Linked DNA regions of Mus musculus: all the other regions are linked to region 2. The links are chromatin contacts, called in public Hi-C, HiCAR-type, HiChIP or PLAC-seq and promoter capture Hi-C maps. All regions are on one chromosome and are shown on one strand. Each heading gives the region's core, a stretch centred on a gene start, on an enhancer-like site or on the middle of the called end of the contact. The rest is flanking DNA. Distances are from core to core; before and after follow the strand shown. Region 1 overlaps Gm34276 (a long non-coding RNA gene). Region 2 holds the start of Cd83 (CD83 antigen). Region 3 has its middle 23 kb from the start of Gm40931. Region 4 overlaps Gm40931 (a long non-coding RNA gene). Region 5 has its middle 8.4 kb from the start of Gm47792. Region 6 has its middle 7.2 kb from the start of Gm40930. Region 7 has its middle 26 kb from the start of Jarid2.

What was found. Promoter capture Hi-C pulls out the DNA fragments that hold promoters and counts their contacts. A called contact is a pair of places that touch in the nucleus more often than the background predicts. HiCAR-type assays count read pairs that join an accessible place to other places. HiChIP or PLAC-seq counts read pairs in DNA pulled down with a chosen protein or histone mark.
Region 1: an H3K27ac HiChIP or PLAC-seq map of bone marrow-derived dendritic cells shows a contact between it and region 2, with 6 times the contacts expected there. The contact joins the enhancer-like site here to the promoter of Cd83 in region 2. A contact is called at or near these places in 6 of 39 promoter capture datasets (embryonic stem cells, hippocampal neurons, liver and 2 more), 3 of 484 Hi-C or Micro-C datasets (B cells, Th1 cells and bone marrow-derived macrophages), 3 of 115 datasets of contacts at active chromatin or transcription factors (CD8 T cells, bone marrow-derived dendritic cells and embryonic midbrain) and 2 of 9 other capture datasets (adipose tissue and macrophages).
Region 3: a contact with region 2 is called in a promoter capture Hi-C map of trophoblast stem cells, with 6 times the contacts expected there. The contact joins the enhancer-like site here to the promoter of Cd83 in region 2. A contact is called at or near these places in 7 of 39 promoter capture datasets (embryonic stem cells, frontonasal cranial neural crest, liver and 3 more), 1 of 484 Hi-C or Micro-C datasets (uterus), 3 of 115 datasets of contacts at active chromatin or transcription factors (bone marrow-derived dendritic cells, embryonic basal ganglia and thymic regulatory T cells) and 1 of 9 other capture datasets (liver).
Region 4: a contact with region 2 is called in a promoter capture Hi-C map of pre-B cells, with 4 times the contacts expected there. The contact joins the enhancer-like site here to the promoter of Cd83 in region 2. A contact is called at or near these places in 7 of 39 promoter capture datasets (cranial neural crest, frontonasal cranial neural crest, hippocampal neurons and 4 more), 7 of 115 datasets of contacts at active chromatin or transcription factors (bone marrow-derived dendritic cells, embryonic forebrain, embryonic midbrain and 4 more) and 3 of 9 other capture datasets (adipose tissue, embryonic stem cells and liver).
Region 5: a Hi-C map of B cells shows a contact between it and region 2, with 20 read pairs. The contact joins the enhancer-like site here to the promoter of Cd83 in region 2. A contact is called at or near these places in 4 of 39 promoter capture datasets (frontonasal cranial neural crest, hippocampal neurons and liver), 4 of 484 Hi-C or Micro-C datasets (B cells, centroblasts, muscle stem cells and 1 more), 3 of 115 datasets of contacts at active chromatin or transcription factors (bone marrow-derived dendritic cells, regulatory T cells and thymic regulatory T cells) and 2 of 9 other capture datasets (adipose tissue and macrophages).
Region 6: a promoter capture Hi-C map of liver shows a contact between it and region 2, with 4 times the contacts expected there. The contact joins the enhancer-like site here to the promoter of Cd83 in region 2. A contact is called at or near these places in 7 of 39 promoter capture datasets (cranial neural crest, embryonic stem cells, hippocampal neurons and 3 more), 4 of 484 Hi-C or Micro-C datasets (B cells, muscle stem cells and uterus), 7 of 115 datasets of contacts at active chromatin or transcription factors (CD8 T cells, bone marrow-derived dendritic cells, bone marrow-derived macrophages and 4 more) and 2 of 9 other capture datasets (adipose tissue and macrophages).
Region 7: a HiCAR-type map of kidney shows a contact between it and region 2, with 5 times the contacts expected there. The contact joins the enhancer-like site here to the promoter of Cd83 in region 2. A contact is called at or near these places in 1 of 39 promoter capture datasets (liver), 5 of 115 datasets of contacts at active chromatin or transcription factors (embryonic basal ganglia, embryonic midbrain, embryonic stem cells and 1 more) and 1 of 9 other capture datasets (pancreatic islet).

What each region holds. Positions count from the first base shown.
Region 1 is chr13:44,533,988-44,538,226 of GRCm38.p6, forward strand. Gm34276 (a long non-coding RNA gene) reads right to left here. Exons shown (of 5, transcript XR_873341.2): 4 at 3,267-3,380; 5 at 1-132. Among named protein-coding and RNA genes, the nearest start is that of Gm47792, 27 kb to the left of the region's middle. Within about 2 kb of position 1,679, at least 90 of the 459 cell types and tissues checked have an H3K27ac peak or open chromatin away from gene starts, as enhancers often do. A contact at or near this core is called in B cells, CD8 T cells, Th1 cells and 4 more, where this site is marked.
Region 2 is chr13:43,783,454-43,787,139 of GRCm38.p6, forward strand. It overlaps Cd83 (CD83 antigen), which reads left to right and starts at 1,659. Exons shown (of 5, transcript NM_009856.3): 1 at 1,659-1,797; 2 at 1,893-2,014. The coding sequence starts at 1,761.
Region 3 is chr13:44,658,157-44,662,252 of GRCm38.p6, forward strand. No RefSeq gene overlaps it. Among named protein-coding and RNA genes, the nearest start is that of Gm40931, 23 kb to the left of the region's middle. Within about 2 kb of position 2,310, at least 35 of the 459 cell types and tissues checked have an H3K27ac peak or open chromatin away from gene starts, as enhancers often do. A contact at or near this core is called in trophoblast stem cells, where this site is marked.
Region 4 is chr13:44,580,149-44,584,285 of GRCm38.p6, forward strand. All of the region lies in intron 2 of Gm40931 (a long non-coding RNA gene), which reads right to left. Among named protein-coding and RNA genes, the nearest start is that of Gm34276, 14 kb to the left of the region's middle. Within about 2 kb of position 2,758, at least 43 of the 459 cell types and tissues checked have an H3K27ac peak or open chromatin away from gene starts, as enhancers often do. A contact at or near this core is called in embryonic stem cells and pre-B cells, where this site is marked.
Region 5 is chr13:44,516,012-44,519,712 of GRCm38.p6, forward strand. No RefSeq gene overlaps it. Among named protein-coding and RNA genes, the nearest start is that of Gm47792, 8.4 kb to the left of the region's middle. Within about 2 kb of position 2,005, at least 22 of the 459 cell types and tissues checked have an H3K27ac peak or open chromatin away from gene starts, as enhancers often do. A contact at or near this core is called in B cells and centroblasts, where this site is marked.
Region 6 is chr13:44,495,467-44,499,415 of GRCm38.p6, forward strand. No RefSeq gene overlaps it. Among named protein-coding and RNA genes, the nearest start is that of Gm40930, 7.2 kb to the right of the region's middle. Within about 2 kb of position 1,290, at least 15 of the 459 cell types and tissues checked have an H3K27ac peak or open chromatin away from gene starts, as enhancers often do.
Region 7 is chr13:44,703,638-44,707,400 of GRCm38.p6, forward strand. No RefSeq gene overlaps it. Among named protein-coding and RNA genes, the nearest start is that of Jarid2, 26 kb to the right of the region's middle. Within about 2 kb of position 1,659, at least 29 of the 459 cell types and tissues checked have an H3K27ac peak or open chromatin away from gene starts, as enhancers often do. A contact at or near this core is called in embryonic stem cells and kidney, where this site is marked.

The sequences.
Region 1 (4,239 bases), core at 429-2,928, 750 kb after region 2:
TCTCAGTTTCTCCTTCTCCCCTCCCCCTTTACCCCCTCCCTCCCCCTTTCTCCTTAGAAAGGATGAGGCCTCCCATAAATATCAACCAGCCTTGGCATATCAAATCCAAGTGAGAGTAGGCGCATCTTCCACCTATGAGAACAAATAAACAGAAAGACTGGATTAGTTAGCTCTTCAGTACAAGAAGAAATGCCTGGTTAACCAAGATATGATGAAGAAAGGCTTATTTTGACATTCACATTTAGAAGTTTTAATCTATAATCACTTGACCCTGTGGTTTCTTTTATTTATTTAATAACTTATTTATTTTTTGTGCATTTGTGTTTTGTCTGCATGTATGTCTGTGCAAGAGTGTCAGATCTTGGAGCTACAAACACAATCATAAGCTGCTATGTGGGTGCTGGGAATTGAACCCAGGTCCTGGAAAAGCCGTCGGCACTCTCAACCACAAAGCTATCTCTTCAGCCCCGGGCCCCATGGCTTCTGATCTGGGCTAGCACATCGTAGTATGAGTTTATGAAGCAACACTACTCACTCTGTTTCTGGGAAATGGAAGAGAGGAAAAGGGAGGGCCCAGGATCCTGCGATCCTCTTTAAGGGCACAGGACAGTACAGCTGGAGATCTCCGGCTAGGCTCCACACTTTAAAGGTCCTACCAACTCTCAAGAGCTAGTTCACCAAGCTGGGGGGCCAAGCTTTTACCATATGGACCACTAGGGAGCATTCCAGATCCCAACTCTAAGAGAAGTCCCCTGAGACACGGAAGCATGACTCAAAGCTGAGACCTACGTTCCCAATCTTACCCGGCAAAAAGCAGAAAATATTGAGAAACCATGTCTCGGCCTCCCATCTGCTCAGCATGTCCACAGAGCTGAAAGCCACTTCTGAACCAGAGGCCCAGCTACTCCAGGGAAATGAAGAGGCTCCAGGGAATCCCACAGCCTAGGAGCCAGGGGCTTGCTGCAGTGTTTCATCAGAGGCTGACACTTGTTGTTGTACAAGACAGAAACGTGTTGTGGAGCAGCTCTGGTCTAAACCTCACAAAAATGCCAAGTGTCCCCTGACTTTGCCACAAACTTACAAATAAGTAAAACCATCTATCCTATGGTTGGATTGTCACCCCTGGAGGAGAACTGCAGTCAGAGCCTCAAGGGCAACTTTGCAGTTGAAGAATATCCCTGTTCCAGAAAAAGGAAAGGGAGTGTGCCACTGTTTAACAAAATGAACTTTAGTTTGACTGAGGCAGAAACCTTTTGGGCGCCAGTGGAAAAACACCATATCAAAATGCCCAAGGGTGGCTATTTTATTTTTGAAGTTATTAGGAGTGGGTGTTAACTAAACAACATCTTCCTAAAACAGTGTAAGTACAACCTTCATACAGACATAAGTAGACAGATACATTGTCTACAGAAAATTACCACCTGAAGTTTTGGTCCTGAAGCCTAAGGAAATCAAATTAATGTCCATATTCAATCAAACTCCACATACCAATGTCATTACTAATAGACCCATCCATGCCTCTAAGGAGGCGTCAGCAAATGTTACAGTCTTTACGATCTGTCGAGCGTTCTTGGCACCGGCGCATGCGCAGGACGTGACCCAGCTTGCTGATTCGTGGCTGCCCTGTGAACAGGCGTGCAGCTGCATCTCGGTGCCCCTTCATCGACTGTGGGTTTCCTTCCACAGAGGCCAAGCCACAGTTAGCCTGGATGAGAGTACCCAGCCGTCTTCATTTCCCCAGGCACAGGATGCGTCGACAAGAAGGAAGTGAATATAAGAGCCAAACAGCTCTTATTCGGCCTGCTTGCCGGCTCCATCCTGGTCCAACGCTTTAATCAATTCAGTGTGTTTAAAAATCAATTTCACCGGATGGGAGAAGAGAAGCTGCTCAAAGCCCTGTGGTCACTCAGGGCAGGAACACGGAGGCGTCCTCATTTTTCAGAAGGTCTGTTGTAGGGTGGAGTTTCCTCCTTCTCAGTCCACGAGTAAAGAAAAGATGCAGTCAGAGGTATGGGCCTGAGCACCAGCCAAGTGTGTTTTCTTGCTTTTCTTTTTTTTTTTTTTTTTTGTTTTTTTTGTTTTTTTTTGTTTTGTTTTGTTTTTTCGAGACAAGGTTTCACTGTATATCCCTGCTTGTCCTGGAACTCACTTTGTAGACCAGGCTGGCCTCGAACTCAGAAATCCGCCTGCCTCTGCCTCCTGAGCGCTGGGATTAAAGGCGTGCGCCACCATGCCCGGCTCACTAGCCATTTCTTGTAATTCTGGGCCAATGTCTAACTCTCCTAAGTTTCCAGGATGCAGTATAATGGGCCAGTAAAACCCTCCCTGCCTAATTCTGAGGAAGAGGTTTTTAAAAAGCTAAGGTAGAGTAGGGGCAGGCTGGAGGGATGGTGCAGTAGTTAAGAGCACCCCTTGCTGCTCTTACAAAGGACCCAGGTTCGGTTCCCAGCACCCACATCAGGGGCCTCACAACCACTTCTAACTCTAGCACCAACAGATTCTATAACCTGCTTCTGGCCTCCGCAAGAAACTACATACATGCCGTACACATGCAGACAAGCAGGCAGATGGACATAGACATAAATAAAGTACATTTTTTTAAAAAAGATGCGGAACAAGAGAGACGCATAGGAACCAGAATTCCTGATGAGGAGACCACACTGGGGCCCACGATTCTGCTGAGGTTGTTCAAAGGGGAAGCTACACCCTGCCTCTGGGGAAGTTAGAGGGGGGTGCGGGCACATGCTGATTCTCAGCTATGTCCTCCCACGTTTATCAAGCACCCAGTGTATGCTCTAAGACATATCTTAGCGATACATCAGTGATGGGTCCTGTGTTAGGGATACAGTTTGTCCCCCAAGGTCTCATGTAAAAACCTTGCTTCCATAGCAGCATCAGGACCTTTAAGACTAGGGCCTATCAAGAAATAATTAAGTCATTTTTGTTCATTAATGAATCCATGCCATTTTGAGGGAGTGGGTTAGGACACAGGGGAATGTATTGGTTGTTGTGATAGTGAATGGGCTTTATAAGAGAGCTTGGAACATTTTCTAATCTGCTACTTACCCTTACCACGAAGTCTTACCACTGGGAGGACATCTACCACAGGATCCTCATAGCATTAGGTGTCAGCACCACGCCCTTGAGCCTCCAAAGCCATCACGTAATGAAAACTTTTTCTTAATATATGACCAGGGGCAGCAGGTTATTTTGTTATAGTAACTCAACAATGGATTAAGACAACCATGTCCAGATCTTGCACTCACCTCTGAGAGACGTCCAGCTTGAAGGGAACCAAGCTGGAGACCACTGGGAACTGCCTCATTCTGGATGTTGGGTCTGACTGTTCAATGAGTTGCACAATGTCACCATTCTTACCACTGCAGAGATAACAGTTGCTTTCAGCCGTTTGTACAGACGCCTAGACTGTCCCAGCTAGGAAAGAAATGCAGATTTCCCATTTCTTTTTCAAGATAATAAAACTGGAGCCCAGATTAGCAAGGTGTCTCATTCCTCAAATGAGAAATCTTCCCATTGAACCTTTCCTCCTTCTAAACCCTCCAATGAGTAGGTGATATTTGAATGTCGAATGATACAAGACAGATGAGCACTGATTTAATTGCTGCTGTATGACAGCCCCCAGCCATCAATCATAACCTAATGCCTCAAGAGAGCCATCCTTTAGAAAAGGACTCTGGAACAGCATGACCAGAATTCACAACTGAAACCAGCTCTGTGCCTCAGCTGTCCTGTACCCAAACTGCCAACGCCAGGTTCTCCAATGAGGCAGGCCTGAGGCTCACCTAGAGTCTAGGATAGCTAGCTAATCTAGTAGATCTGGAGTGGGAAGCCAGAATGTGCATGTCTGAGCAGGGCATGCAGGTGCAACCTTGGTGCTGAAGCTGCAAGATGCAAGGGGATGCTAATGTCATACATGGAAAACTCTGTGCAAAGGCGGAGAGGGCTCTATATTTAATGTATAGAGGTTCTACAAAAGTGGGTAATTACATTCATTATTCAGTCATGATAGGAGCTGAATTATATGGATTCCCTGCCCTGTCCCCATTTGAATTTTGAAGCCATAAGTCCTAGAACCTCGGAAAGTGACTGCATTTGGCAATCGGGTCTTTAAGAAGGCACTTAGAGTAAAAATCAAGTAATCTGAGCGCCCTTGTTAGAAGAGAAGATTGGAGGCTGGGACGTAGCCCAGCTGGAGAGTGTTTCTCTGGTGGGCACAAG
Region 2 (3,686 bases), core at 409-2,908:
CATCAAACTTAGACTTTGTTCAGTCATGCGCTACTTCTATCTAATAGGAGAGTGGGATGGCTGATCCTGCCTGAACTGGTTCAGGGCGCATGTCCAGTAAGACAAACTGTTCCTTTGAAGTAAACTTTGGGGGAGAATCACCTTTTCCCTACCTTATACCTGTGTATAAGTGGGCATTCCTATAGCTTCCTTCAGAAATGGGACCCCTGATAGGTTGCCATGCTACAATGCACAGACCTACCCTCACATGCAATGGGCAGGACCAATTGGATTTGCTAGGATATGTGTGTGTGTGTATATATAATGTATATATGATGTATAAATGTATATATGATAAATATGTACATGTGATGTATATGTATATATGTACATGTATACGTGCATATGATGTATATATGATGTATAATGATTATATGATGTATATATGTATATTTGCATATGCATATGTGTATATATATGTATATATGTAATATATATGAGAGATTGAGAGAGAACATGAACTTGGGAGGGAGATGGAGGGAGGGATCTGGGAGGAGTTGGAGTTGGGGAGGTGGGGGGTGGACTTGGTAAAAACAAAATGCCTTCATATCTGAAGGAAAAAATAATAAAGTAAAAAAGCCATCCAAGTGCCCAACACTACCTAATGGGCTCTAATTTGTGGCCCAATGGAATATGGCACAGCCACCAAGCAGTTGCTGAAACTATTTTTAGTATTGTGAAACTGCTCGTAAACTGTTAAACTAAGCTAACACAGGATGAAAAAGATAATGGGAAGGGAACAGTATTAGAATGCTGTATAAGGGTACAGACATAGAATAGTCAGTACACCAAAATGTTAAGTGGGGTTGCTTCTGGGAATTAGAGGTGATTTGATCTATTTAAAAGAAAAATCTAATTTGAGATGGCCATACACTTCTGGATGTGGGCGTCCACTGGAGAATGATTGACCTGTGGGGGGAGGGTGGTCTCCCTCCTCCATAGCCGCCAACTATCCATAGCTCCCCAGTTAGGGGTGGGCAATTGTGAATCCCTTCCCCCAGTATGCTGAAAGGTTGCCTGCCTTGAGCATGTGAAAATCATCACTGCTCCTGTGACTTCAGAGTCATGTCCAGCAGACACCGTTCTCCTTCCAGATCTCTGGCACTTAAAATCTTTCTGTCCTGTCTTCCCCCTGGTCCCTGAGCCTTGGGGAGCAGATGCAAAGCAGATGGACTCAAGATTCTTTTAGACATTGTTTTCTAAAAGACTTATGAGCATGTGTGTAATTAATGCTTTAGTATAAAAAGATCTCCCTTGCTCAAACAACGTAAACAAGGCCGAGCGATAACCCGAAAGAAGGCAGCAAGCCAAGGACTGCAGGCGTTTGCCACTTCTCAGGAAGCCTAGGGTGTCTGTCCCTATCACAAAATCTGGAGAGTAGCAGGTCGCCACAGCCCTGGGTTTCAGAGGAAGCTGCCCACCCTATCTGAATCTGCATGACCCACTCGATGGGTTTGAGGGTCATCTAGCTGGGGTGGCGCGTGCCATCGCGGCTTCCGAAGCCTCAGGGCGCGGGGCGGTTCCGCGGAGCTGCTTGTTGCCGCTGGCCAGCCGCAGCAGCAACGCGGACTTGGGGACGCGCGCGGGGCGGGGACCAGGCTACCCGCCTCCTCCGACTGGGGAGTCCCCGGGGCCGGCGCGCGGGGAAGTCCCAAGCGCGGGTACAAGAGCACGGCGCGCGCCCAGGGGGCCGGCCCGGACAGTGTCGCAGCGCTCCAGCCATGTCGCAAGGCCTCCAGCTCCTGTTTCTAGGCTGCGGTACGGCCCCCAAGCCCGATCGCTCGGTGCTACCCGCGACCCCGCCTCGGTGGCCTTGCTTACGCCGCTCTGTTTCTCCCCCCTCTCTCTTGTAGCCTGCAGCCTGGCACCCGCGATGGCGATGCGGGAGGTGACGGTGGCTTGCTCCGAGACCGCCGACTTGCCTTGCACAGCGCCCTGGGACCCGCAGCTCTCCTATGCAGTGTCCTGGGCCAAGGTAAGCTCCACTGGGGTTTGCGCGGTCCCTTGCAGGGACAGTGGAAACAGGCACGTGAGAGACCGGGTCTCCAGGGGCCCTGGATTGGGCACTCCAACCATTCTGATACCCCATTTTCTCCCACCTCCCTTCATCCGCATCCATGGCCCACGCTCCCTTATGTTAGGATACAGATCATGATCAAAAGCGGCTTGGCGTGAATGATCCCACCAGAGGTTTCCAAGGGATTGGATCCATGTTACAGGGCACCTGTGGGTGCAGCCAGAGAGCTGCAGTGAAAGCAACATGGGCCTAGATTTGGGCATGGGACCGGGAGCATGTCCCTAGACTCCTGATTTCTTGTGCCTTGTGACCATGGCACCATCTCAAAGAGGGTCTCAGGTGGCTTAGGCTGGCCACAAGAGGTAGTTAGGAGCGATCATCTCTTTTCAGCTAAGGCTCGCTATTGGCTCGTCTGCCACCTTGCTTCTTCATGGAAGCCTCTGAGGGGTCGGGTCTGGCCAAGAATGAAGATTTCCTTAGAAATGTGCTGGAGCCCGAGGCCCAAACAGGAGAGACCGCATCTCTGCTTCTGTGGTGGGAAATTGAGTTGCACGCAGCAAGACATTTGAAAGGTTTCCTTTCAGTGAGAGCCCTCAGACTCCAACATTGTAATTCCTCTGGTATTTTAAAGCCCAGCTGCTGTAATTTAATAGAGCCGGCCTTTGCACCTCGGCTTTCAGCGAGGTTCCTTTGCACCTCGGCTTTCAGCGAGGTTCTGAGAGAGGCCACCTCCATCTGAAGGCAACATGAATTAAATCCCCCCCGGGGGTGGCTCTGAGGAGGAAGCCTCTGTATGCTCTCAGTTTTCAAGAAACACGGGACTGCCTTCTTCCCACAAAGAATGATGTTATGAGAAGTTTAAACGTGCGAGGCAGAATGGGAAGTGTGTGTGTGTATGTGTATGTGTGTGGTGGTGTGTTTACCCACTTTAGCCACTTGTCTGGCCTGGGGGGAAGGAGGGTGGCAGCTCAGCGGTGCAAGGCTTGCCCAACACACACAAAGTCCGAAGGTTTGAAATACTAAGCATCAAAGCAAAACCCAAACAACTCAACCAACTGAAGTGTTAATTCCCCAAAGATAATGACTTCCCTGTGCACTCTGCACTCTGCCCAGCGCCCAGGGTCCACCCTGTTACTGAATCTAAGTTTGTGTCAGGAAGGAGGTGATACCATGGAGATCTCAGGCCACTGCTGTGTAGAACAGTGTGTGTGTGTGTGTGTGTGTGTGTGTGTGTGTGTGTGTCCCCGCCCCTTTCTTTCTTGTTTCTCTTTTCTTCTGTCTGAGCTCAGTAAACCGGAGTCCAAGAATTGTTTGAGTAGGCAAAACAATAGCCCTTTAAAAATAGCGTCAAAACAACATTTGAGTGCTCACCATATGCCAGACTGTGGGAATAAATATTGACATATATTATCTACCTCTGTCTTCCGGAACCATGTGGGCTTAAGAGTCCAGAACTACGCTTGCTCCCTCTTTACAGGTGAAAGCACCAAGCCCGGGGGTGGGGATGGGGGTGAAGGCAGGGATGGTGGTAGGGGTCGAGTGGTGGTGAAGTAATTGGACTTTGAATCAAGCTGTCAGATTCCAAATCTTGGCTTGTTAGACTACCTTGATATCTAGATTTTCTATTTTA
Region 3 (4,096 bases), core at 1,060-3,559, 880 kb after region 2:
GGGTAAAAAATGCAGTCCATCCGGAGGCTGTGGCGAAATCAGGGCCTGCTCCCCAACACCAGCACACACACACCTCCCCCAGGTGACTCTGGGCCCTAGCATCTAGGGGGCACTGGATAAACAGGAGCTGAGACAGATGGAATGAGCAGATGTCTGCAGCCCCACGCCTAGCCTGCAAGGGACAGACGGAGCGTGAGTGGGCGGCCCAGAGATGAACAGACCTCCCATTTTTCTACCTACTCCCCAGATCCCACGAGTGGCAATGGTAAAGGTGGGAGGAAGTGCTCCTTCCTGTCTTTGATGACACCCTCCTCCCACCTTGGATGGCACTCGCCTCTGTTCCAACCCTTCCCTGCCCTGTGACTATTTGGGTTTGGATGAGAAACATTCCCTCCTCCACCCTCCCACTCCCACCTCACCCCCACCCCCGCCGGGGCTCTCATGTTTAATACTTGGTCCTGCTCGCTGATGATGGGACTTTTTTGAAAGGTGGTCAGACTCTGAGGAAGTCAAACCTTAGCAGAGGGGGTGATCCCTGGGGACATGCGTTTGGACATCATCCCTGGCCCTCAGTTCTTCCCTGCTCTCTGTTCCCATTCTACCAGGAGGCACAAAACTTTCCTACCATACATTCCCACCATCATAATGTTCTACCCAAACACATGGGACTAAATGACCATGGACTGAACCTTTGGCCAGGGCTGGACCCTTCAGCAAAAGGCTGCTTTGTCAGGTATTCAGGTCACAGCATTGAGAAGTAATTAGCACAAAGACCTTCAAATCTAGAAAAATATTAGAGCCAAAGCAGGCTTAAGTTTACACACAACAGATAAACAAAAACAGAGTCACATTTAGGTATATGAGCCATCTTGCCAGATCTAACCCTATCTCTCCTCCACCACTCCACCTCTGAGTGTGTCTTTGTCTCTGTCTCTCTGTGTGCTCTCTCTCTCTCTCTCTCTCTCTCTCTCTCTCTCTCTCTCTCTCTCTCTCTCACTGGTACTAGAAATTTAACCTAGGATCTAACACATGTTCAGAAAACGCTCCATCACTCAACTACATCTTCAGCCATAAATATATATTTTTCAATTTGCAACCAGAGTCTCAATAAGTTTCTAAGCAGATCTTAGCTAGTGATCCTCCTGCCTCACCCTCCTGGAGGAGCTGGTGTCGAAGGTCTGTGCCACCAGGCCCAGCAAAGCTTTTCAATGACCTAACCAACCTCAACTACTAGTTCACTGAAGAACCAGATTCCAGGTCTCTGCCTTCCTAGACTGAATCTATCCTTTTCACTACGTGGCCAAAGACTATTCATCCAACTTCACCCTACACACCTTGTGCCAGGATTGGGGGGAATCCGAAACTGCAGTTCTTCTGGAGTTGCAATAAAATATCTCTGAACTTTCCAAAAGAAAAGAAAGTGACTCTGAGAGATGCCTGTTCACTGACTTCTACATCAGCACCTGGGATGGTCAAGTTGGGTACCAGGTACCAGGGAAGGAAGAAGTGAATGGTCTTGGAGATGCTCCTCAATTAAACTCTATTCCATCAAAATGGATAAACGGAGAAGGGACTCAGACCATAAGTGAACACGGAATAAACACAGATAACCAGGAGACACAACTAAATATTTAGATTGTATATTGACCAGGGGTTAAGTGGATTAGTGGAGTGATGATTTGGGCAGAGTTATGTGATTTCTATGTTTAGACAGAGTGGATTAGGTTGTCCAGCATGTATTTCACATGGCCAAGTCGAAACTGCTGCTGTCAGCACTTTCATTTCTAGGGGTGCCTTTCTGTCACAGGGCAGAAAGAATAGGACCTTAGGGTGTTACTCATCTTTATGACAGCCGGGTGAGTCAGATAGCCAGCCCTGTAATTCTCGGAGCTCTGATGAGGAAACAGATGCGGGGCAGGGAGGGGAAGGTCAAGAACCGCTATAACCCAGTCCTGGCTCCCCTTCTCTTCCAGTCAAAGTGACTCCCTGGAGCACTTGGGCAATCCAAGCAGGCGCCAGCATGGTGAGCCATTGTCCCAGAACCCTTTTGATCTCCTCTCAAAGGCAGAGCAATTGGGAGTTACCTGGTCATTATTTTCCCTCAGATGCACGTCTCAGATTCTCTCTAGAGCATGCGTTTTTCCTAAGGGCAGGGACCAGCTTCAGCTGGGATTTCAGCAGGGATCCAGCATCATAGCCAGGGAAGACAGAGCTGGAGAGAAGGATGGTTGAACCGGTAACCAGATGTGGTTCCAACTGCCCGTGGACTTCCTGCCCTGCCTACCGACCTCCCCCAGGAAGCTTCTGGAACAAGTCTTTGCAAGGACAGTGATTCATGTAGAAGCTCCTGAGATCATCTGCTTGACAGCATCCTCAGGAACAAAGCGGGGCATTCACTGGGTCCCGTTAGACGGGCCTGGACACCGGGATCTTTGCTTTGCTGGGAGGAGGATCCCACGGTCGTGGTTCTGTGGGACTCCCACAGATGATACTTTGAGAGAATAATGAAAGCCACAAGCTTGCTTGCAGCTCCAGACCTAACCTTGCTGTCATTCTTCTCCCAACTATGACACTCAGTTGTTATCCAGTGCATAAGGAAGCTAAAAAAAAATTTTTTTTCTTGGTTTTTTTTTCGAGACAGGGTTTCTCTATATAGCTCTGGCTGTCCTGGAACTCACTCTGTAGACCAGGCTGGCCTCGAACTCAGAAATCCACCTGCCTCTGCCTCCCAAGTGCTGGGATTAAAGGCGTGCACCACCACTGCCCGGCCTGTTTTGTTTTTTTAAACCATTTTCTCAACATGCTTCATCTTTAGAGTGACACTGAGTATTTTGTCCGTCTTCTGGGCCAAGTTATAGGTAGGAGCTGAGTTCCACAGCAGTTCTAAAAGTGACATACAGCCATTGTGGAGGTGTGTAAAGAACTTGTTTTAGGGGTGTTGGAGAGAGGGCTCAGTGGCTAGGAGCACTGGCTACTCTCTCAGAGGACCCAGGTTCAATTGCCAGCACCCACATGGCAGCTCACAAGTGTCTGTAATCCAATTCCAGGGTATCTGTCACCTTCATACAGACAAACATGTAGGCAAATTACCAATTTTGCATGTAAAATAAAAAAATAAAAAAATACCAGGAATAAATTCCTGGTTCTGCTAAGGTTGAATAACTTGTTTCAGTCTTTGCATTGCATATTCCTGTACCACGTAGCACATAATATAAGATACATTTTTTTACTCATCAAGTAAACATATATGAACCAATAAATTAAATTCCACTCTATAATAACAAATCAAAAGGAGTAGAATGGCCTTTGTTTTTCTTTTTTTAAATATTTATTTATTTTTATTTTATGTATATTGGTGTTTTGATTACATGTATGTCTGTGTAACGGTGTTGGATCCCCTGGAGCAGCAGTTATAAACAGTTGTGAGCTGCCATGTGGGGGCTGGGAACTGGAACCTGGGTCCTCTGGAAGAAAAACCAGTGCTCTTAACCACTGAGCTATCTCTCCAGCCCCTTTGTTTTTCTGAGGTGAAGCCTCACTCTCTAGCCCAAGCTGGCCTCAGGCTCTCCTGGTGGTCTTTCTATCTAGGCCTCCCTCCCCCAGTGCTAGGATGGTGGGCAGGAGCTGTTGACTCTGGCTTTGCTGTTGCTGTTTTCTGACAGGGTCTCAGTAGCTCAGGCTGATCTTGACTTCCAAATGTAGCTGAGACTGGGAGCTCCTGATCCTCCTCCCTCTAAGTCCTCAACTCGGGGACAACAGGCTTGTGGCACAATGCCCCGCTCTAATGCAGTGAGTGAGTGGTTCTCAACCTTACTAGTACTGCGGCCTTAATATGGTTCCTCATGTTGTGGTGACAATCAACCACAAAGTGATTTTTGTTGCTACTTCATAACTGTAATTTTGCTACTGTTGTGAATTGTAATGGAAATATCTGTGTTTTCTGATGGTCTTAAGAGACCCCTGTGAAAGAGCCTTTTGACACACACACATACACACATACACACACCCAGGTTGAGAACTGCTCTAATGTACCCATTGAGGAACAGGAGACAAATTGAGATATTAGATAATCTATCTATCCATCTAAAGGTTTGTC
Region 4 (4,137 bases), core at 1,508-4,007, 800 kb after region 2:
TTAAAATGAACTATACACGGGTCCATGGTCAGCTAATTCCAAAACAACCTGCCCTTGACTTTCGTTAACATCCAATTAACACAAAACTGCAACAAAAGGCAGAACAAGGTTGGAATCTGGCGTCCAGAAAAAGAACTCAGCCAATTTACGGTTGTCAAGCACGCGTGCAGCTTGAGCCGGTGGACAAAGCTAGAGTTCTAACCCTTCTCTTGTTTCCAATTATGTAAACCACAAAATCAGCTGTTGCCAAAAGCACGCATAGATATAATCCCCAATTTTCCAATTCAAACCTGGATGTAGATTTAAATTGCACGGATAAAGCTGTGAGAAATCAAAGCAGAAATGGACACAGAGTAGCCAATAGCAGAGGCGTAGAAACCTACACAGAGCCCCAGTCGGGCCCCCTGGGCAGCCCCACCCCCAACCCCATCCCCGCTGAGGTCGAGTAGTGCTGGCTCTTTCTCATTGCTGTGACAAAAGGAACTTAAGGAAGGATTATTTTTGGCTCATGGTTTGGGGGTGCTGTCCATTTTAGCAGGGAACGCCTGTCAGTAAAGACATTATAACCACGGTGTCAAGAGGGTGAGGTGCCTGGCCACACCCATCTACGATCAGAAGGACCCTTTATTTAATCTTTGTGAGAACTATCAAGTACGGATGCCAGGCACACACTAGACGCCCAATCAATGCTATGCCCTTTTCCCTCCTCTTCGGATGGCTTATGAATTATTTCAGCCGTTAAGAAACTTGTAAAGCCGAGGGTTCAGAGAAGGGAGACTAGCGCTGCTGGCCCAGCACACATAAAACCCTGAATTCAAGCCAAGCACAGCACCAACAGGGTGTGGTGGTAGCGAGCACCTGCAGTCGTGTTCCTGGAGACATTCAGACGTTCAAAGTCATCCTTGGCTGCAGAGCCACTTCTAAGGCCACCCCAGAGTACAAAAGACTAAGTTAAAAGAGTAAGAAGAAGAGGAGGGAGGAAAAGAGGAAGAGGGAGAGAGGGACAGAGAGGGACAGAGAGGGACAGAGAGAATAATAAAATAAACTGAATTAAATAAACACATCACAGCCGAAGCGTACTGACTTGAATAGGAAAGGGATATCACACTTCCACTTATATTTTTTTGCCTCTGTCTTCCCATTTTGGACCCGGGCCAGGTCACCACTTTCCATGCCTTAAATGTTTGTATCCCCTTCCGTGCTCAGTGCGTAATAATAAGAGATAAATGAGCCTAGCAGCCTTAGGAAAGAAGTGAAGATGAGGGCTAGTCACACAGACCCTGCCTAGGAGAGCGGAGGGAGCAGAAGGCAGAGGAGGTCTCTATGAGTTCGAGGCCATCCTAGTCCAGATAGTGAGTTCCAGGACAGCCAGGGCTATGTAGAACCAAAACAAGGGGAGGAAGAAGAGGGAGGAGGGACGGAGGGGACCAGCAGTTTCCTCTCTGTGTGCACCAGCATGCATGAGCACAGACACCCCCTCCCCCGCACAAATACACAACACACCCGTACACATAATAAAAATAAAGAAATCTTTATTTTTTAAAAATTGTACCAAAAATTAATCAGTAACCTAAACAAACTTTTCTACTATTACCGTTTTGATCAATCTTAAACCCTTAAAGCTTTAGAGAAGAGTGAGTATATCCCTATACCCCTTTAGAATTTAGACATTTGTTTTAGACACAAAGTCGGGTAACTTCATTTCTAGACAGATAAGCCTACCTAAGTACAAACTTCTGACACGAGAAGAATCCAAATGGGTTTTCCTTCAAAACCCAGTTCATTAGAGGCCTCCTCCTCCTATCACTTGCCTGGTGTTTCACTTCTGCAAGCTTGTTTATTTCCACGACAGGTTATCTCGGGAGTTTGGGTTTCTGTCAATTTTCTTATCCTCTCTCCTCATCTGCATTCAAGGTCGCCCATCTCTACACACCTGCTTAGGGGCCCCGGAAACTTATTACTGCTGTGGTCAAGTCACGAAAGGAATCCTCTCCCCAAGAGACAATTTCCTCTACATCACCAGTGCCTCTTGTTAGGATAAAAATAACTGTGGCCTCCACAGCTCAGCCTGGCTATTAAGGGTTGCCGTTGTTATTTTGGCTCAGCACCCCAGGGCAATGACAGAATTTATTTTCTGGAGGTTCGTTTTAACCTAGCAATTAGTGCAAGGGAAGGTTCTGAAGCAGTAGCTGGAAACCTAGTGTTTCCATGCGCCTCGTTCTGGGTTCTAGGGAAAAGACGGCAGAGAAAATTGGACTTTTGCTTTCTTTCTTTGGCTCATTTCTAATTCCTCTTTTGTATTCGGAAAGCAGGGCACGCCCGCGTGCGTGTGCATGCGTGCGTGCGTGCCTGTGTATGTTCGGCCTGCGGTTTTCACGATCACAAACGTGCAATTGAAAGATTTGAAGAATTGGAATGTAAGCCTTTTTTTTATTATTATTATTCCATCCTAGCCTGGGTCCCCACATCCCTAGATCCCCAAGCTCCTCCAGCCCTTCGGGACCACCTCTGGCCTTTGATGTGCTAATCTCAGGCTGAGCATTGGTTGAAGCTGCCTCTAGAGCTCCTGTAGAGATGGCTGCAGTCTTCAAAGCCCAGTGTAGTCCTGGGCTCCCAAGGCAAAATAAGTTTGCTTTTTACACTACCAAAGAGAAAAATCTGAACAAATTGGAACAGGATCTTAAGCAATAGAGAGGGGCGCTCTCTCTGCTTAGAAATAAGAAACTAATCAATGCTATCAACGTGGGTTCTCCCTGTCCTCTCACTGTAATCATTTCCAGATGACAGCATGCATATGATTAGGGTCTCCTGGCAGCTCATTCCTCTCCCAGGGCCCTGGAAGGGAGAGCAAGAGGCTCAGTGGCTGGAGTCCAAGATAGGAACTTGCTAGCAGGTAACACTTGACCCTGCACTATGCTGAGGAAGGTTCTGGCAAGAAAGAAAGGAAAAAACAAAACAACAAAAACAAAAAACAAAAAACAAAAAAAACTCTCATAGGTTAAGACTTCAAATGATGCAACCATAATTCATTAGCAACACACACGATTGGCAGGACTCTCCTGGCTTCCTGGGAGAAGAGTTGTGGTACCTCTAACAACATCAGCCGTTAAAGTCTGTTAAAGATTGAAAACCTCGCAATACCAGTCTGTTAATTGTGATGAGGAAAGGAGACAGAGATGGACCAGACAACTTAGGGACAGAAGCCTGTATTCATGTCCTTGACCAGAAGTTGAACATGTCCTTGGATCTGTCTGGACAATGGACCCAAGCTTGCAGGAGCCTGGCATGTGTGTGGGTGAGGCAGGGGGTTAGGGGTGTCCCCTGGTCTGCTTTTCTGCTACCTCTCTAAATGAGCACCTGTTCTGAGAGTCATACATGAGCGAATGATCCAAACTCCAGCCCCGACACTCATGCCTTCCAGTGAGCAATTTTGGATTAGATCTCCAGATTTTCATGAGGGGGAAAAATGGGTCATACATATTTCTTAATTTCAGCTCTGCCTCTAAATCCTTTGGAGTCTCGAGTCCCGAGGGAAGAGGATTGTTATAACAGCCTTAAATGCTGACTCAAAGTCTTCGAGTCAGCTTTGAGCACTGCCTCTTGCTCCCCCTAGTAAGACTGAAAAAGTACATCACCTTTGCGGTTCCCTGGGCCTTCCAGTCAAAAAAAAAAAAAAAAAAAGAAAGAAAGAAATGCCCTGGCCCTGTGTGTAGACATGATATCCTGCTCTGCTCCAAGATAAGAGCATCACGTACTATCTTCTCCTCTTTCTTAAGACTTAATCCAGGGCACTGGAGAGGTGGTCCAGCTTGCTAATCTTCCAGAGGATCCTAGTTTGGTTCCTAGAACTCACACCAGATGGCTCACAACCTCCTGTAACCCCATCTCCAAGAGAGCCAGCGCTGGACTCCACAGGTAGCCACACAGACACCATACACATAAACAACAACAACAACAAAAACTTTAAAAAATCCCAGCAGGTCCTGCCTGTCACCTGGACAAGAGATCACCCTCATGAAGGCTGATTCGCCTAAGCCCATGGTAAAGAGATGGGCGATAAACACCCTAAGCACTGCCAGGTGGCCCGAGTAACTTTCTCTTTTCCTTCCTTCTGTCTTTTCCTTTCAGACACTGGCT
Region 5 (3,701 bases), core at 755-3,254, 730 kb after region 2:
ATAAGCACATGGCCAGGAGAAACAGCAAGTATCTGGGGTATACTGCTGGGGAGGCGGCCAGGCCAACATCTAGAAGAGTAGTTTAGGGGTTATCTCTCAGTAATTGTAAAAGCCAAATAAAATAACCTTAGTCTAAGTCTCATTTATTTGTAAGCTAGTCAGAGCTAAGCATAAATTGGTTGTACTACAGTTATGAATCACAATGTAAAAATCTGTGTTTTCCGATGGTCTTAGGTGACCCCCGTGAAAGGGTTGTTCTGCCCCTAAGGGGTCATGACTCACATGTTGAGACCCACTGCTTTAGAGGGTAGACTGCCCCCCTCCTCTGCTCCAAGGCATCAACATAGGAGCATCTGACTCCAGGCTTCCTCTTGCTCGTCCCTGGACCAGGCTCCTCTCTGGGTGCTTCTGTAGGTCCCCATCATAGCTATCATAATGAACATCTTTTGACCATCCACAATTCTCTGAGTCAGAGCCTGGGTTTGGTTTCTACCCTTGGAAGGTCTTCAGAAGAGAGAGAAGGGTACCGGACCCCTTCTTGCCTGCTTGGCCCGGCAGCCTTGTAAGCCCCTCCTTGGCTGCTAGAACCTCAAAAACCACAAGATGCAGCACTCCTTCCCACAGGCAGAGAAAGGCAGTTTCCTGTAAGGAATCTTGTGTCACTCCAGGAGATGGGGAAGGGAATTTGAGGTGCTCCGTAGCACCACCACTACCACCCCTCACCCCTAGTCACCATAGAAAATCACCTACTCAGAGAAATGGAAGGAATGTTGGTGATCATCTATACAGGGCCACGAGGGAACATCTAAAAACAACAGTCCAGATCCTGTGCTGCAAAGGACTCCTAGTGGAAGAGACATCCTCTTAGGAACCCATCCTCAGCATCAGACAGACTTGAGCGTCAGTGACATCTTCCTGTTATCCCAGCACCTCCAGGTCCAGCTGCAACTGAACACTGCACAATAAAATGGAGAGGGTGCACATTTCTAGGGGGTGGGAGGAGGACATATGATCCTGTTCCAACTCAGCCTGTTCTCTGCTCTTCGGAACTTAAAACCTGTCTGACATTCACCACATGATGGGGAGTGCTGGCAGACGGAGGAGGGAGAAAAGGCTAAATGTATTTTAATGGGACCATTAGGAGTACGTCAAAAGGTGAGAAAAAAGCATTTGCCTGCCAAGAAAATAAGCATTGGTCTAAAAAAAAATATATAGAATGGTCCCTGGATTTCCTATTTGCTTACTGCCCCTCCCCCATTCTCTTTCTTTCTTTCTTTCTTTCTTTCTTTCTTTCTTTCTTTTTTTCTTAATGAGAATCCGATTCAACAGGAGACAGCCTAGGTCTTGCGTAGCTTACAAACACACATTTTCTTAAGCCCAGCAATGTGGGCAGAAATACAGGATAGCAGAGAAAGAACACACATGCTGGTGTATGTCAAGTGGGATCGGCGAGCAGCTCTCAGACTACAACAGCCCACAGAGTTAGGACAGAGCAGTCAGTCGCATCCATAGCTTGGCTTCCAATGTTAATCAGTAAGCCCTCCTCTCTCACAGTACTGCCATTAGTTAAAGTTGGGAATGGCAAATACCAGTACTGAGGGGTTTTTTTGTTTGTTTGTTTGTTTTTCTTACACGTAGGGGAGTGCGTGCCTGCGTGCGTGCATGTGTCTGTCTGTCTGTGTCTGTCTTTCTGTGTGTCTATAACCTCTACCTGTGTCTATTGATTGGTTGATTGAGTCCAGGGCCTGGCTCCACCTGTGTCTTCATGGATTCTCCTGTTCTTCACATGACTCTGAATTCCGAGGCTGAGACATTACTCGGATTGTGAGCCATACTGTATATTCACTGGGTTCTGTACGAAATGCTGAGATGAATCAGAGTCCACCCCCTGGACCCTAGCAGCAGGGGGACAGGGGGGCGGGGCAACCAGTTACACAGAGGAAAAGAAAGTGATCTACACCGAGACCAGAAGCTAGAAGAAATGATTAAAATGATCAGACCAAGCAAAGAGAGCATGCCTGACCCCACTGCTATACAGATCTCATTCACTCTAGCACACCATAACGAACTAGACAACAAGCAAACAGATTGCAAAAGAAAGGACATTAAGCCGGGTGTGGTGGCGCACGCCTTTAATCCCAGCACTCGGGAGGCAGAGACAGGTGGATTTCTGAGTTCAAGGCCAGCCTGGTCTACAGAGTGAGTTCCAGGACAGCCAGGGCTACATAGAGAAACCCTGTCTCAAAAAACCAAAAAAAAAAAAAGAAAGAAAGAAAGAAAGGACATACCTCATATAGGGGTAAGTCCTCTCCTCACAGAAGGAAATCCCCCAGCAGTAGAAACTGGTGGAGAGAAAAAAAGAGGAACAGAGAGTAAATCAAGCCGGGCAAAGTGGGAAATACCCCCATAAGATTGGGGGGGGAGGATGAATGACAAGAGGATGCTATAATTAGGCAATAGGAGAAGAACGAGGACCATCGCATCCCATGCTCCCCTGCACACATCAGCAGAACACCTACGAAATCCCCACCACTTCAAATTCTATCCATTGCTTACTCTCATTAAGTCAATTCATTTTTCTAAAATCTTCATTCTTATGTTAAAACTCTTGACACAAATGCTGAATCAAAACCCAGGGTTGCCTGCCATAAACAGAGAGCAACTGTGAAAACAAATACCAGAAAGTGGAGAGAAGCATTATGGGTGAATTTCTCAAAATGCTAAAGGTCGAGAACCCAGAGTTTGCTCCCCACCGGCCAGCCGGAGCTACATAGCGAGACTGTCTTCAAAAAAATAATAATAAAATAAGGAGAAGAAGGAAGAGGAGGAGGAAAGAGAGGAGGAGGAGAAAGAGAAATAGTTTTAAATAGAGAACAGTGCTAAAGAAACATTCAAAACATTTCAGAATCAACTTTAGACTCTTTGACTTAATCAGCACATCAAAAATGGAACCAAACGATAATGCTGCCTTGATATAGCATTTAATACAGTATCCGGTGTCATGTGTGACAATCAGCTATGATCATCTCCCATCCCACCCCCGAGGGACTGCCATGCAGGGAGATTCTGAACTGTCCTCCAAGGAAAAGCCGTCTGTTTCAAATGCTGAGAGAAGGAGGCACATCGTCACCCACATCAACACGACATTTACCCTTTTATAAAAATGCAAGAACAGAACAGGATGAGTCTCGTGCCTTCTCTAAATATCAAGTCAACCCGGGAATCCAGAAATCTCCCTTTAAGACTTTCTTCCAGGTAAGGTGTGGCGACACATACTCAGGGCTTAGAAAGATCAACAAAAGCTTGAGGTCAACCTCGGCTACATAGTAAGTACCACATCAGACCAGGTCACATGGCAAGAGCCCTGTCGAGAGGCAGGGGCAGGGGATGGAAGGGTTCTCACCTCTTGCAGGTATGGCATTCTTTGCTAACCTCACAATTGATTACCTATCAGTTGGGCAGGATAGGAGTAAAAGACATGTTAAAACACCCAAATGCAGATATTGCCAAAAGGTAAGCACCCACTGCCAACAGTACAGACAAAACCGTAAAGAAAGGGCCAAAGGAAGATAAAATATCCCTTTTGTGCATGGCCAAGAGTCAGGTTCAAACGACAGGATCCCAAGAGGAACTGAATGGCCAAATCCTGGAAACTTTAGCGCTTGGCTTCCAACCTGACTGTTCTCTGGTGCCTAATGGCT
Region 6 (3,949 bases), core at 40-2,539, 710 kb after region 2:
AACCTGATGCCCAGAGTTCAATCCACAGAACCCAAATAAACGTAGAAGAGAACAGACTCCACAAACTCCTCCTCTGGCTTCCAGACACGCCGCACGCTGTGTGCACTTCCCCCACCCCCTGCAATAATAATACATAAAATAAAATAAAGTTAAAGTTAACGGCTACACGGTATGTGGCTAGCTTTCCACTTATGGAATGCCAGTGTGGTGCCAGGTTAGGTGTTTCATATATTGTTCCCAAACCTTTTAACCCACAGTTCCCAGATCTCTCCAGGCAGTGAGGGAAAAATAAAAGCAGATTTACAACCAGCCCCTCACGCGTCAGTCGGTGTTTTGCCCACATTTTACAGTGCTCTGCCTTTCGCCCATCAGTATAAGGCCCTCAAGTCTCACCCTGTGTCTTTAAGAGTCCTCCAGAGAGAGGCCCCAAACTGGAAAATACCCCAGTGCTTATGAGCGACAGGGCAATGTTATTTCCCTGGGAACATCATGCCACAACAAATGAAGGACTGTCACCTCCCTACAAGGGGAGAGATAAAAACCTTGAGATTGAGACTGTGAAAGATGTGAGATGTAAGAGAAAGTGCAGAACTCCGGGAAGATGGCTCGCATTTGTAATCCTGTCCTACCCAAGGCTGAGTCCAGAGGATCGTCACTCTGAGACAAGCTTGGGTGAGACCTTGTCACAAAGCTAAACAAAACAGGAGATCCTGAGAGTGACAAAGAAAAGAGGAAACAAGAAGAAGGAGCTCACATTTAATATCCAGGCTTGGGGGCAAGACCCTGTACCCACTGAGTCCTCTCCCCAGACCGACGCTTGCTTTGGTTCTCCATCCTGGCCGTGGGTCAAGCACGGTGTTTATTGGCCTATGCATTTTTGGCATATGTATTTTCATCTTCCTTCCTTACGCCCCATCAATGCAGAGAGTTAAAAGATGGGTAGAGGATGTGCCATCTTGCTGCGTTAAGTCTCAAAAGCCCCTAAACTTAAAGGACCAAGACGAGCACCTGTACTATCTGCGCCCCTAGCCATCCCTGAGTCCTTCCACCCCAGCTCTTCCTGCTTCCAGGAAGCCCCCTGTTCCCTGCCTGTTGTTCTCCTGCATTTTCTTAGCATCCACTACAGAGAAGCCCCTTGTGCACTAGAGGCTCAGCTCTTTCGACAGAAAGAAAGGAGCCTCAAAGGCTACAGTGACTTCAGTCTTACTGCCAAGCCCTTGAGAAAGCTTTCCCTGGAGAGTTTATTATGTTTCCAGTAATAAAGCACTCTATTTTCACCCTCGATTCTCCTGCCCAGGGTGTGTTAGGGCTCTGGCAGGGAGCTGGCTCAATTAGAGACATATGTTACACGGTGAAGAGGCTGGCTCCGGATCGGTCACTTTTGGACGCCGTTTCGCCACCTACTGTGTGGCTAGACTTTAGTTAAATTATTTGTGCCTTACTTTTGCCATTTCATCATGGCGATCATAAGTAGGATTAGAAGAGTTTATACACATTATTCATGTAGAATAGCATGGCCTACAGTAAAGAGCAGCTTGAAAACCTATGGTCACATATGAAAAGAGTATTTAACTCATAGGGTTTGCAATTGCAGTAAGGAGAGACCAGAAAGCTGGAAATAGCTATGCATGCCTATAATCCCAGCACTCAGAAAGCAGAGGCAAGGGGGCTGCAAGCTGGAAGCCAGTGGGGTATACAGAGCAAGGACCTGTCTCAAAAATAAACTCTCGGGTCAAAAGTCTCTTATAATCAAAACCAGCACAGTTATCTAAATACTGAAGATGAAATAAACAAGACATAGCATTTCAAAAAGTTTTAAAAGCTAACATTTGACGGGGCAAAGCATGGATTAAAGTTAATGGGAACCAGGCATGCTAATACATTGATACACGCCGATGACGATACCATGGATCCGGGGAGACTGGAAAGCTCTGCTCTGAGGCCAGCTGGGGCTACACAGGAAAGCCTTGACTCTAAAGGAATAAATAAATGAATGTGTGGTACTTATCCGAAAGGAAGCAGTCACAATGGTAGAGCTGTTTCAGAGGAGAATCCAAAGTCCCAAAGTGTGCCGTCAGTCAAAGCAGGTGTGCAAAGTTTCCTCTGGTAGAAGTCACACTGGGTAGTGAGCCAGAGGTTGTAAAGGTACACACTCCCTGGTGCTCTTTTCCACACGCCAGAAACCATCTGTGTCTCTAATGACCAAAAGTTTCCATGTGAATACGTTACATCACCGCATCTTCAAGCTAACCGACAACACGAAAAGCGTGGAATGCAAAAGATGAACCTTCTGGAGAGCTTGCTTGGCCAGGCCCAAGATGGCATCAAAAGTTGTCATTGGGTTTCCTAGTAGTCGCAAGTTATGGTCTGAATGTCAGCATTCTGTGTTGGAACGTCTTTATCCATGGGGCACTTTAAGAAGTGATGATGTCCTGTGAGCAGAGTGGCACCCCTTCCTAGGCTCCTTCTGCCCTTCGTTCTTCTTCCTTGTTAGGGGACAGCTCTGTATAGCAACCAGGCACCATCACCAGAGATCAGATAAGCAAGGCCCCAGACTTCCCAGCCCCAAAGCAGTGAAAAAAAAAAATCTGTCACACAGTTTTGTGCTGGGGAAATGGCTCAGTCGGTACAGTGCTTACCAAGAAGACATGAGGATCCAAGTTCAACCCCAGAACCCACATTTAGAAGCCCTGTGCTAAGGAATTGCAGACAAACCTAGCCTAGCCATGGAGCCCAAGCCAATGAGACCTCAAAAATCAAGCAAGAGGAATGGCTTGATGCCTGAGGAATGACTCGAAAGGTTGCCCCTCTAGCCCCACCCCCTACACGCATGTGCATGCCCGCATGCATGAGTGTGCACACACACACACACACACACAGACTCACACTAAAGAATAAATGAACAAAGCTTCCACTTTCACATATTCTGATATGTCCACCCCAAAAGACTAAGAAAATAACAGGAGGAATTTTTAATTAGTTTTTAAAATTAGTGTACAAAGTCATGGAAATTATTATGGTATTTTCACACTGTCTTAGTCAGGGTTTCTATTCCTGCATAAAACATCATGACCAAGAAGCAAGTTGAGAGGAAAGGGTTTAGTCAGCTTACACTTCCACATTGCTGTTTAATCAAAGGAGTCGGGACTGTAACTCAAGCAGATCAGGAAGCAGGAGCTGATACAGAGGCCACAGAGGGATGTTTCTTACTGGCTTGCTTCCCCTGGCTTGCTCAGCTTGCTTTCTTATAGAACCCAAGACTACCAGCCCAGGGACCCACAGTGGGCCCTCCCCCATGATCACCAACCAAGAAAATGCCTTATAGCTGGATCTCCTAGAGGCTCTTTCCCAACTGAAGCTCCTTTCTCTATGATAACTCCAGCCCGTGTCAAATTAACACACAAAACCAGTCAGTACACACACCTTGTTCTCACTGACCCTCTCCCCAACATATGTATATGTATGGCATATATGCACATATATATGCTATAATTATATACTATATACTTTATATTATATATGAACGTCATACATCAACATATCACAGAGTCCCTATCTTAGTTCTAAGGCAATTTGCAAGACATTGTTTTATGATTTCCTAATGTTGCCTAATATACTTTTGCATTGCAAACAGAATTGCATAGTCTGTATTCCAGCAGTCCTGTCAACATGCAAATTACAAAAACAACATTCCCCCCGTCCAAAAAAGAGCTGTATCAACTGTCAGAGAAAAGTGGGGTTATCAAAAGATATCAGTCAAAGTTCTACAAAAACTAGAGCCCTTCAAAACTATGACTCCCCCAGTATCACAGCCAGATCTTTGTTTAAATCTTTTATCCATGAAAGGTATGACGGGTTGAGTCACATATCCTTGTGAATAATGGTAACGGCTTGACTTTAGCAATGCTTTTCACTCTTTAACTTAAGAGTCCAGGAATTGCTACATTTT
Region 7 (3,763 bases), core at 409-2,908, 920 kb after region 2:
ACATCCAGCTCTGGCTCAGAGAATTCAACACATAATTACATGAGCCTGGGTACCAAGTACTTCCTGGCTAATATGGGAATGTAGCCCGTGGCAGTTAAAGATGCCTTCTTTTTCTATGGAGGGAAAAGGGGTAAAATGGATTCACATTCATTTCACTTACTATGCTCTGTTCAGTTCATCCTTGTGTCAATAGCAAGTCATGAAAGGCTGGATGGGTATAGCCCTCATGACGATGAAGACCTTCCCCTGTAAGAGGACAATCCAACTGTTTCCTTAGCTTTGGGTAGACGTCTTGCCTCCAGAGAAATGGCCCTGGATAAGGGAAGGGCCTCACATGCCCAAACCTGAAATCCTTCCAGTTTATATGTGCTTTGAGCGTATGTAGATCTTTATTTTCTCTTTCATGCAATGAATCATAATTAATAATGGCCAGAGGGTGAGGAATTACAGTCATGCCTTATTACTAAAGATGAGTCTTCACCCTTAACTTCGCCGATGATGACGGTGGTGAGGAAGCATTTCGTCAATCGGAGGCGCAGGTTTTCCACCCCGCATCTCCAGAGAAGGGCCAGCGCAAGGCAGCTGAGAGTGCAGAGGAGGGGTGGCTGTTAGTCACTGTGTCGTGCTCCTGCACCCCCACTGAACTGGTGATTCAACTTCTGAGTTCAGAAATCTTTCCTTTTCTAGTTTGTTTTGCAATTTGAGATGGGGTGTGTTTGTGTGTGGGGGTAGTGTCTCATCTGACATGTGATGGTCTTGAACTTGTGTAGCTGAGATTGACTTCCAATTCTTGACCCTATCCATTGTGTTTTATAAGAAAGGGAGGAGGGGGATTGGAGAAGAGACAGAGAGGAGAGAAGGAAGGAGGATAAATGAGGGAGGAGGGAGCAAGCAGCCCTTTTTATAGTCAGGCATTCCCGGCTGTTGCCAGGTAACTGTGGGGCGGAGCCTAGATAACACTATCACGTCCACCTCTCACCTTACAGACCTGTACCATCATGGTTGCCTTGGCCTGAGAAGAAATCTGCTTAACATGCTATAGAGATGCACAAATCAATATAAGGTATTTGCGTAGGGAAGTGGGTAGGAGGTTGAGACGTTGGAAGGAGCAAGTGGGTGAGGTGGAGTAAATTAAAACCTGGGGGGCGGGGACTGGGAAGGGGGCAGCAATCGGATGTAAAGTGAATAAATATATAGATAATGAAACGAGGCTAAAAGGAGGGATGCACTGAGTTCTTTGCTATCCTGGGCTAACAAAACATAGATAAGATACATCTTAAAAATTAAAAACACATGGGCTGAAGAGATGGCTCGGTGGTTAAGAGCACCGACTGCTCTTTCGAAGGTCCTGAGTTCAAATCCCAGCAACCACATGGTGGCTCACAACCATCCGTAATGAGATCTGACACCCTCTTCTGGTGCATCTGAAGACAGTTACAGTGTACTTAGATATAATAATAAATAAATCTTTAAAAAATGTAAAAACACATACCGTGAATTTCAAAGCATGGGAAGGGAAAGAAATATTCCTTGCTCAGAAAAAGACAGATGCAGGAAAAGGAAATGTGGGGGTGGGGCGAGATCGAGTCAGCAATTTCTCCTACCACTGACTGTGGCCTCCTACTCTTCCTTTTGGTTTGAGAACTTGAGTCTTCGTCCCCACAAGTGCTAATGAGGCCTATTCTTTCGAGGGAGTCAGGCTCCGCCTGGCTCCTTTCCTAACCGGGAGCGGTGGATTGTTAAATCTAATAAGCATATGCACATTTGTCCCAAGAACAAATAGCTGTGACCTGCAAGGAAAATAAAATATTAAGTGCTTAACATCTTACTATAAAGAGCTGTGTAACGTCAACTCTGGTGGGATTCGATAGTCTATCGCTTGATTCCCTTTCAACTCTTTGCCCTTGGAGAATTTTGTTTGGCTTCTTCCTCTCCATCACCCACCCCGCTAAAAGGGACCTTAGAGGAGGATCCCGAAACCAACCTCCTTTCTCTCTTTAATCACCGCTATCCAAATGGTAAGTGCCTTTATTTGCATTTGAAGGAAAAATTCAAAGAATTGTATTGGAATGAGGAAGTCCCAAACATCCTGACCTTACAAAGGCCAAGGAAGGCAAAGTCCAGGGACCACAGACTGAAAAACAAGGCAAAAGTGAATATGGGAAAACAAACAAGCCAAACAACAACAACCAATGGCCGGCCGGCTGCTCAGTCTTCCTGTCTGGCTTGACCTTTTGGAAAGTGGAGACTAGGTGTCAAGTGGCCTCCAGTCTCCACTTCCCATGTGCTAAGATCACCTGTGTGCGCGCCTTTTGGAGTCTCCTTGTAGCCGGCCGGCTAACCTTACAGCCACCAAGTCTGGTTTTTAGAGTAACAGTGCTCCCCCCCCCCCATCCCCGTCCCCAAATCCAAAACATTTCCCTCCACAGCCTCGGAAAGGCTGGATGACTGGTGAACACTCCACTGCCCCACTCACAGCTCACAAATAATTTCTTGGTCCCTTCTGTCTGCTGATTGTAGGAGAATATGCAAGACACTAGAGGACGAACCAATAATCCGGCAAGGAAGCAGATGCACAGGATACTATAATAGAGCGCCTGAATCTTAGAATGAGCCTGACATGTACATTGCAGAAACTAGCTGGTTTCAGAATGGATTGGGCCTGGAGGTGGTGGAGTATAAGCTTTTAATCTCATTTCTCTGGAGCCAGAGACAGGCTGATACCAAGGAGTTTGAGGCTGGCCTCATCTACATAGCCAGTTCCAGGCCAGGGTAACCAAGAGAGACCTGGGGGTGGGGTGGAGGGTGGGGAAGGAGGGAGGAAGAAACCTCAGATGGGATTGAGGTAAAGTATGAATGGTCAAAACTGAGAGTAAGAGGTTAGAGGTGAGGGGGGTCTGGAAGGAGCTGGGGGGTCGGGAGTGAACATGATCAAAGTTTTAAAATTTGCAAAAAATAAAATTTAAAAAAAACACAAAAAAGAAGAGTGTCTGCTGGGGGAGGGGGTGTGCACACCTTTAATCCCACCCAGTACTTGAGAGGCAGAGGGAGTAGATTTTCTGTAAATTCAAGGCCAGCAAGGAGATTCTGTGAGATCCTGTCTCAAAAGGCACACGAGCTCGAGAGCGCGCGCGCACACACACACACTCACACACACACACACACACACACACACACACGTTTGGTTTTTTGTTTTTTGTTTTAAATACCAAGTTAATACCCACACAAAGAAAGTACAGACTGTACCACTGTGTAGCCAAGCAGAAACTCGGTGGCTGAAAGCATCAGCAGCCATTTATTGTTCATGATTATGCAATGGGGCAGGGACGGCTCTTCTTCCCCCCACGCAGGGTGAGTTAAGTGTCCTGACAGGAATGAGGGAGTCTGGGTTTAGGATATTCCTTAGTACCCCACTCACTTGTCTGGTGCCTTAGTGATTATAACTACTGTCTGGGGGGCGCTGGTTGGTTCTTCCCTCTCCTCATGTGACTTCGTATTAGGCAGTAAATCCACCAGAACTTGCACACAAAGAGGGAAACAGACACTGGATCTCTTACGGCCTGGACTTGGAGGTCCCAGAATGTCACTTCCACAGGTTCTGTGGATAAAAGCAAATTACAGGCCCAGGGTCAAAAGCAAGGCCCACAGACTGCACCTGTCTCCAGGGAGAGTCGCCTGCCCTGCCGCAGTCGCTTTGGCAGGCACACAAGCAGACAAGAGCAGTCTTTCTTCTCTGTAGAAAAGGGAAGGCAGCTGCTAGGCA